Regions from separate parts of the Pan troglodytes genome. Here region 2 is linked to region 1. A link is a contact called in public capture Hi-C data. All regions are on one chromosome and are shown on one strand. Each heading gives the region's core, a stretch centred on a gene start, on an enhancer-like site or on the middle of the called end of the contact. The rest is flanking DNA. Distances are from core to core; before and after follow the strand shown.

Region 1 (4,522 bases), core at 861-3,360:
TTAGTAGAGATAGTGTTTCACCATGTTGGTCAGGCTGGTCTCGAACTCCTGACCTCGTGATGTGCCCACCTCGGCCTACCAAAGTGCTGGGATTACAGGCCTAAGCCACTGCACCCAGCCTCTTTTTGTGTTTTCTTGTCTTTTGTCTGAGTTGCATGGGGCAGCTTGGGTTTCCAGGAACTTTCTTAGCTAACTCCTCTGTTCCTTTATCCATGCCCCTTCCTCACTCAGTTTTGGGTAATATATTTTCCTTATTCCTTACTTCACTGATTTACTTTTCTATTTTATTTAGTTTGCTAGTTGTTGTTTCTTCTAAGGTTCTTAAGCATAAATTCTCTCTCTCTTTTTTTTTTCCCTGTTGGGAAATACTGAGGCATAGCACTAGGAATACAAATTATGTTTAAATAGAGCACAAAGAACCATCTCAAAGGAATAACTGATGGTGAATATCTGCTGATTCATTTCATTATGTATCAACTCTAACTAGGCTTAATAAATAATTGAGGTTTAATACTTAGGTAGCATGTCTGTATTTAAGTCTGAAAATTTTTTTTATGTTACAGCTTCAATTTCACATTGAATATTCTGTAAAGCAGAAATAAATTGATTAACATTCTGTGAATGAAAAATAAAGCCGTTGGTCAGGCGCGTGGCTCACGCCTATAATCCCAGCACTTTGGGAGGCCAAGGTGGGTGGATCACCTGAGACCAGGAGTTTGAGACCAGCCTGGCCAACATGATGAAACCCCGATTCTACTAAAAATGCAGAAATTAGCAGTGCATGGTGGCATACACCAGTAATTCCACTACTTGGGAGGCTGAAGCAGGAGAATTGCTTCAACCCGGGAGGCAGAGGTTGCGGTGAGCCGAGATTGTGCCACTGCATTCCAGCCTGTGTGATGGAGTGAGACTCTATCTCAAAAAAAAAAAAAAAAAAAAGGCTGGGCGTGGTGGCTCACGCCTGTAATCCCAGCACTTTGGGAGGCCGAGGCGGGTGGATCATGAGGTCAGGAGATCGAGACCATCCTGGCTAACACGGTGAAACCCTGTTTCTACTAAAAGTACAAAAAAATTAGCCAGGCACAGTGGCAGGCGCCTGTAGTCCCAGCTACTTGGGAGGCTGAGGCAGGAGAATGGCGTGAACCCGGGAGGCAGAGCTTGTAGTAAGCCGAGATCACGCCACTGTACTCCAGCCTGGGGGACAGAGCGAGACTCCGCCTCAAAAAAAAAAAAAAAAAAAAAAAAGGAAGCCATGCTGTTATGGAAAAACCAATTTGCCTCATCACAGTTTAGAACATTGAATTGTAAAGATATTTTTTCTAGTCCTAGCCAGACTTAGTGGTAACATGAGCAATTCAGTTACTTTCTCAGAGTTTTATATTTTTATCTGTAAAATGGGAATGATGGTGCCTACAGTTTAGGATTTTTGTGAAAATCAAATGAGACTGCAACCATCTTGAATAGCAGTTGAAGTACATTGATATAGGTGATATTTTACAGTGGTGTCTTCCTCAGCATCTTACTGGTTCAGTGTTTTAAAGATCTACATTAGTCGCAGAAACAAAGTCTAATTTTTGTTCTCATTTCAGATTACAAGTGGACACCTGAGTCAGCAGGACCTGGAATCCCAGATGAGAGAGCTTATCTACATGGACTCAGATCTTGTTGTCACCCCCATTATCGACAATCCAAAGGTGCAGAAAGACACTCTAACAACTGAGTTGTAGACTTTACTGAGATCTGAAATCTGCATGAGATTTTCATTCAGAATATTATTTACTGTATAATCTTTCCTGTTTCTCTTGTCTGCTTCTGTGTCATTTGTGCTGCATGTCTGCATTTGCAGCTCCCCCTCTGTCTGCAACCCTTTCCTCTGCCTTCACTTCCACTTCACTGGAGTTCTAAGTTTTCTCCCCTCTGTTTTGAATGAGTCAGCTCTGCTGCCTCTCACTACTGCTTTCTTCCACATGCCATGGAGGGGTTGCCAGCCTCTTGACCTCAGACCTTAGCTCTCAGTCCTTTTGTTTCTCCGTATGCACTAATGTGAATCACTCTAAATATTCTAGTCTCTGATGTATTTCGAAGGCAGAAGCAGTCAGAGGGCACTGCTTACCAGGCTGGGCTGGGCAGGCAGATCACACAGAAGCCCTACCCTCTCACAGGTTGTTAAGACTGCAGGGGAGACGATGGGGAGACATTCTGGGAGCTTGCGAAGTCGTAGTTCACAATGTACTTCTAAACCAGTGTGAGTTTTTTTGCTTCTTGTCTTTTGGAATATAATACTTTCTTGCTAGGGGATAATGAGTATCTACTTTAAAAAACAAATTCATTTCTAAGTCCCTCTGTTTTGTCTTGACTTCCAGCTCCCCAACATACTCACATTCCACTACTTTTTCTCTATTTTAATTTTCCTGCTTCTTTTTCTTATTTTTAAATGTCTTTTTCTGTATTAATTCGTGACTCTTTCTTCTTATCTCATTGGGAACATTACTGTGGTTTAGACCATGAAGGTTCTTGAATTCATATTTATTTTCTAGATAGACAGCATTTCATATAGATTATTTAGCTATTTTTCATAATGGAGCTACTTCTTTTTGTGAGTTCATATGTCTGGCAGAGTAACTTTATTATGCTAAGTTTGATGAGCATTGGGGCATTTTCAACGTGGGCTTTCTAGAACAATTTGTGTTATCTTTACCAGGGGTGTCCAATCTTTTGGCTTCCCTGGGCCACATTGGAAGAAGAATTGTCTTGGGGCACACATAAAATACACTAACGATAGCTGATGAACTAAAAAAACAAAAAAAATTGCAAAAAAAATCTTACAATGTTTTAAGAAGGTTTACAAATTTGTGTTGGGCCACTTTCAAAGCCGTCTTGGGCTGCATGCAGCCCATGGGCTACGGGTTGGACAGGCTTGCTTTAGACGATATTCTGTGTTTCTTTTTTTCCCTCTTATAACCATATTTGATAGTTTCTGGGAAGCCTTAATCAGTAGAAATTTTTGTGTTTAACTTTTAATTTTTAACTACTTTTAGTCTTAGAGAAAAGTTTCAAAAATAATTGAGAGTTCCTGTATACCTTTTGCCCAGCTGCTCTTAATGTTCACATCTTATAGGTCTGTAGTATAGTTAGCAAAACCTGGGAATTAAAATTGGTATAGTGTTAGTCAGGCAGGATAATCCCTATCTGTTCCTCCTTTTGGAGGGCAGTAGAATGTGGTAATTGGAGTGGCATAATACTTGATTAATAATTGTGCACTTTCCAATTCATGCTATTATGGCTTCCTGGAGTGGTGTCTTCTCTGATATAACCATTAACCATCCTTCAAGACCTCAACCCACCATCTACCTCTCTGTAAACCCAGTCCTAACTATATCAACTAAAGTGCTTGCTGTATGCTCTAAACTACTATTTACAAAAAAATTCTTTCTGTCCAGTGTTTTCTCTGTAGTTATGTCCTGCATGTTTTGAATTGTGAAATATTTTGTTGTTTATCGAATGTTTGTCTCATCTTCCCAACTAGGATGTCAGCTCTCTGAAAATAGGATTGTGTCTTTTATATCTTTGTATCCCCATTAGCACTTGGCATAGAGCCTTACCTTGGCAGGTACCCAATAGATATTTGTTGAATGACTGAATTTCTAATTAGAGGTAAATTAGCTAAAAAGTAAGCCAAGATAGGAGTGAATGTTTTCTATGAAGCTTTATTTTATTACAGATATCAGTTGAAATGATTATAAAAAATATTATCTATATTTGTGTGTTTTAATCCGAAAAGTCATTGTACTTATTCTTTTTGGTAACAAATTTTGCACATTCTTTTTTTGTCCTCATTGATTTATTATCTGACATAAGGGACATATAAGGAGACAGATATCCATCTTAAAAATTGTCTCAAAAGCTTTCTTTTTTTTTTAACCACAGATAATGAAACAGCCACCAGTTAAATTTGATGCAAAAATATTGCATCTACCAACATATTCAGGTAGGATCATAAAGGACTTATCGAACATGTAGACTCTTTGTATACAGATACAAATATGAAATTTATTTGCAAATAGAATATATGCGAATAACTAAATTTATTTTGTCTTGACAATTGGCTATATTCTTGGGGCAGTGTTACACGAATTGCGAACAATCTGTAATTCATTTGTGCCAGCTGTTGACATTTCTTAGCTGAGTCTGGGCTGCCCAGTCCTATTGTGGGTGGGGAGGTTCCTGTAGATCTGGGCAAGTTTTCCTGTAGAGTGGGTGGGAGGTCTTCTCCTCCCTTCCCTTCTTAGAGCTGGTTGAATTTCCACCATTTATGGCTGGTATAGGTGCACAGGGTTGGGGACAACAATGAAGGATTGGGATTCTATTAGAGGGACCAGGACATTTGAGAATGGGACTAGGTGGTTCATGACTGTGGAGGTGGTGTGGGAGTGGAGATACTTAAGGGATAATTATTACATTTCTGTTGAGCTAACGAAAGTCTTATTTAGGGTGACCATCAGAAATTTTTACATACCTTAAA
Region 2 (4,555 bases), core at 159-2,658, 330 kb before region 1:
TGTTAAAAAAAAGGAAAAATAAAACAAATCACACAGAACACAGAGGGGCTGCTGAACAACGCAGCATGAGTGTAAATACATTCTCTTTCGGGTCAGACATTTGGCCTGACAGCTGATTACAAAATACAGGATGACTTCAAGGGGAAGGCATGAAAACAAAAGGTCACACCTCAAAAAAGAAACGACTGTCCACTGAGGCAGAGCAGTGAAGGTCTTGAAGAAGCTGGGCCACCCATAAAAGAAAAGCCCTCCAATCAGGAAAGCCACGTCAGCTGCACGTGGCTGAGGATGGAGGCTCCTTACGCTCCTACAGGGTGGGCGAGGTGAGGTGTCCGATGACACCCAGATGTGTTACGACCCGTGCCGCGTGACAGCTCGTGGTGTGCCAGCCACGGAATTCACTGGTTTCCTATCCATGGGATAAGAACACACTTGGGAGTTTCAGTGCTTCTCAAAAGGAAAGAAGAAAGGACCCCACCTTCCCCCGGGTTAGCACAGGTGACGTCCTCGTGAGAGTGATGACAGTGCAGGGGCACTTCCTGTGGGATCGGAAGAAAGAGCAGGGCGGACACGAGGTCTCCAAGTCCTATGTACACATTTTACAAAGTTTCCACACTTCCTCCATTAGGCACGAGGTTGATTTGTCTAGCTTAGGAGAGGGTGGACAGAGAAGGGCAGAGGGAGGGAGTGCACTGTGGGGGGAAGAGAGGGAGGTGGGAGCAAGAGAGGAGAACGTGGGTCTCCTCTAGGGCAACCGGCCCCCCTCCAGTCTCACCGTAAGCTAGTTTGTTTGGAGAGCTTAGCACCCATCAAGATGCCCGAGGTGAGAGTCACGGGAGCTTTCATCTGCATGCTAGATCCCACCATGGTGGGGAAGCTGCGATTCCGCCGGATGCCACTATTGAGCTGCAGCCCACCGATGGCACTGGTGACAGTGGGGCATCCGAGGGGCAGGCCCTCAGGTACCAGGCCTCTGGGGACAAGGGCTGGTGCTGGCCCCGGGGGCCCACAGAGGAGGGGTCCCTGCTCCTCAGTCAAGGTGGGGACATGGGCTCGCCCTGAGTTCACCACTTTGGCCACCCCAAACCTCCTGACTTTGTCCACGAGGTTGAGGTTGGAGACGGACACGTCGGTCTGGCTCTCGCTGCTGCGGACGTTCTTTTCTCTCACTTCCCTCAGGATGGAGCTGGCTGGCTTGGAAGCCAGGAAATTGTCGTAGGGAGGGCTCGTGCACTTGAACTCAAAGGAGGGTGGGGAGGATGTGGGTGTCTGCATAGGCGAGTTCGGCGGAGTAGAGGGGATCACAGCCATCTTGGGTGTGTAGGAGTGCAGGAGGGAGCCCCGGCCGGCCCTGTCCCAGCTCTGGGGGTCGTACACGGCAGCAGAAATGCCCCGCTCCTTCAACAGCCACACGAGCCCCAGGGATGTGCTCATGGTGGTCGTGGACTCACGGGTGTTAGTGAAGGACTCAGCCAGGCTCAGTCTCCGTGGAGTGCATGGTGTGGCCACCGGCGTGGATTTCAAGTGGCTGGTGCTGCCACAAGCTGGAGTTGGGGCTGAGTTAAGGCTGAAAGAAGAGATGACAGGTTATTCACCAGAAATGCCCACGAGCTCCATAGAAAGGGTCAGTGGCCAGTTTCCTGCAGGGGGGGTAGGGACGACCCAGGACACAATGAGAGGGTTCCACCAGCTGAGGCCCCCAAAGGCTCTGTCCACGTCTGCTCCTCCCTCTCACCCTTCAAGGGAAGCACGGTTTAAGTTAACAGGAAGCTGCACATGATCCCCTTTGCTCATCCCTGGTTGGTGGGTATAGTTGTCCCCTTTGCAGATGAAGAAACAGGCTCAGAGCTAAGGGTTTACTTGGTGTCACATCTGGCTGTTAAGTGGACAACCCAAGTTGAGGGACTCTAAATCTGTTAGAGAACAGGAAAGGAAGCCCTTTGGCAAAGAGGCACTCTTTCTCCACCAAATTTACCCAGATTCCAGCGTTCCTTCTTAGTACCTACTTCTCCCTGAAGCAAGACGTGAACCAGGACTCTGGGAGATGAGATACTCCTTATCTTAGGAAGGGTAAGGATGGCCACAGTGCATGGACTGAGGCCAGGCTGTGCCCATCCAGTCAGTTGTGGCCGTGAGCTCCTGAATCCTGGGTGCAGAGCCCTTTCCTCTGCACCGTGCTGCCCTTAACCCTCTTTATATCCTTGCCCAAATCCATTCTAACCAGTGGAGTTAGAGGGTCGCGGGGAGACATGTCACATATGAAAAGATCTACATCAACAGCGCTACCCAGGGAAAGGCCCACTGAAATGTGTGGGGCCTGAGTTACCGAAGGAAAGCAGAAAGATTTGTTCATTCACTCGTGTTGTGCTCACTAGGGACTTGCTAGGTTCCAGCAGTTGGGATCCAGTCGTGGAGTCCATTAGGACAGAAAAGTTTCCAGAAGGGCAGCAGAGGGGAATGCATTGCTGTCTGCTTAAAAAGCAGGAAAGGTTCTTTTTTTTTTTTTTATAATTGCAATTACTTTTGCACCAACCTAATAATTCAGTATCCCTAAAAACTGTCAAAAATTGCCAATGCCGCCTCTATCTCAAGTCGTCACGGTGGGGTATTGGGGAAAATTTTCAACTAGTAATAAACCTCATTGGCTATGATACTGCCACTGTGCAAAGCTTGGAAAGGTTCTCTTTTAACAGCTGCTACAGGGATCCAGGGGAGGCCAAACAGGCATGGAAGCCCTATACTGCTTCTCAATGAGCAACCAAGGGGCAAAGATGCACAGCCCTCCTAACAGTCTCGTGGGACATGCCCTGGTGCCGGCTCCAGGATTTTGCTGGGGCTGCCAGTGTGCGTTGGAGCAGGTCAGCTGCGTGGTCCCTAGGAGCTGGGGATGGAGACTTCTCTCCCCAGTCTGGCAGAAGGAAGTCCATGTACTCTGAGAAAGGCACCAAAGGAGGGAATGGGAAGAAAAAGGGCCCATTCTGGAGCAGGTCTTTGCAATGACCAGAGAAGGGGCCCCCTCCCTCGTGGGAAACACGAGGTTCAAAGCAACGTACAAGCTAGGGGAACCAACTGGCCCCACACTCAGGTGACCTCAGCCCTGGGAGGTCAGCACAGGGTGGGGATCCCAGAACAGGCCCATCTCACACAAGCTCAGGGGTGGGGATGCTGGTGGGCTGGGGGACTCGGAAAAGCATGATTAGAAACCACAACAAATTCCTAAGGTTAAACGTGGATTTTTTCAAAAGGCATGTGTGGAGTTTTACAAATGTTGATGTACCCTCAGTAAAGGGCAAAAATGCTCTAGACTTAAAATCATGTTGATGTGGCCATCCCTAGGGAGATTTTGTTTCCATTTTGTTTGTTTCAATTGATTTGTTTCCATTTTATTTCAAGCAGCCTTTCTTTCAAACTCAAGCCAAAAAAAAAAAAAAAAAAAAAAAGCCTTCTCTTGCTACTGACTTCCCAGGCTTTGTTCGGCCCTGACACAACCACATGAAAACCCGTGTTTGGTTTGAGTCCTATGGCTACAGTCAGGAGTGCCATCTGGTTACCCAGGGCACCAGCCTCTCATAGGGAGAAGCTTGGTTCCATGGTTTTGAAAACAATCTCTTCCCAACATAAAGCCACAGGATGAGGAAGCCAAGTTCTCCAGGGGCAGAGAGACGGAGGAGACAAAGCTAATATTTATGATCCCCGTCTGGTGAGAACTTAGGGTTAGGCCTTTATTAGTGCGGGCACTCGGCTTGACTGGGGGTGTTTAGCTGGGTTAGGGGCATCGACCATCAAGGCCGAGTTAGCCAGGCACAACCACAGAGACACATCCAAGCCTAAGTCCCCGGGTTAGTGGCGGCCACGCGTGCACACACAGCTCCTTCCACAGGGCCCTGCCAGGGCAGGCACTGCTGGCGGTGTGCTCACCCCCTGCCTCGCCCGTGGGCTCAGACTCTCTGCCCTATATCTCCTCTCAGCTCAACGGGGCATATGGCTGCTTCGTCGTCCTCCTCACATGACCTGCGGAGAATTATTCATAGTTTAAGGTGCTCCCTGGCTGACTGCTCCCGCCCCTTCTGCTTTACCTTCCAGCAACCCAGCATCTTACACCACAGAGGAAACAGCTGAGGGGGTCGCTCTACTCTGTTAGGGGAGAGCATTTTCTCTTTTGCTGGCAGCAGTGAAAGGCCTGAAATCAGGCCAAACAGACCAACTCACACCAGACAAGTCCTCCCCATAGATGGTGCTCCAGAGAGAAATGGACCATGCTGGGCACATGGCTCAGTCTTGGAGTCTTCTCATTTTGGTCATTACAGTTTGGCTGTGCTGCATGGTTCCTGGGGCCTATTCCAGAGGCACAAGGGGTTCCACAGGGCTCAGTAACTCCATCCATAAATAAAAGAACTCTGTGCTCTACTGACAAACTTGGGGGCAAAAAATCCAACAGACTTTAGCCATAGGGCCTGGGTAGTGTCAACTTCAGCTGGTTAAGGAGCAGCCTAAGAATCCATTCCCAACTAAATGGCCAACTAAAAGGGCAACTAAAGGTGGGTCAGTCCAGGTC

What was found. Capture Hi-C pulls out chosen DNA fragments and counts their contacts.
Region 2: a capture Hi-C map of stem cell-derived neural stem cells shows a contact between it and region 1, with 5 times the contacts expected there. The contact joins two enhancer-like sites. A contact is called at or near these places in 4 of 7 Hi-C or Micro-C datasets (blood, induced pluripotent stem cells and stem cell-derived neural progenitor cells) and 1 of 1 other capture datasets (stem cell-derived neural stem cells).

The regions. Positions count from the first base shown.
Region 1 is chr2:45,908,134-45,912,655 of NHGRI_mPanTro3-v2.0_pri, reverse strand. ULK4 (unc-51 like kinase 4) reads left to right here. Exons shown (of 38, transcript XR_010155167.1): 13 at 1,590-1,694; 14 at 3,928-3,988. It also overlaps the pseudogene LOC112208815. Among named protein-coding and RNA genes, the nearest start is that of ULK4, 64 kb to the left of the region's middle. Within about 2 kb of position 2,110, at least 4 of the 24 cell types and tissues checked have an H3K27ac peak or open chromatin away from gene starts, as enhancers often do. A contact at or near this core is called in stem cell-derived neural stem cells, where this site is marked.
Region 2 is chr2:46,236,579-46,241,133 of NHGRI_mPanTro3-v2.0_pri, reverse strand. TRAK1 (trafficking kinesin protein 1) reads right to left here. Exons shown (of 17, transcript XM_054680574.2): 17 at 1-1,567. The coding sequence ends at 772. It also overlaps the pseudogene LOC112208704. Among named protein-coding and RNA genes, the nearest start is that of CCK, 44 kb to the left of the region's middle. Within about 2 kb of position 1,408, at least 1 of the 24 cell types and tissues checked has an H3K27ac peak or open chromatin away from gene starts, as enhancers often do. A contact at or near this core is called in stem cell-derived neural stem cells, where this site is marked.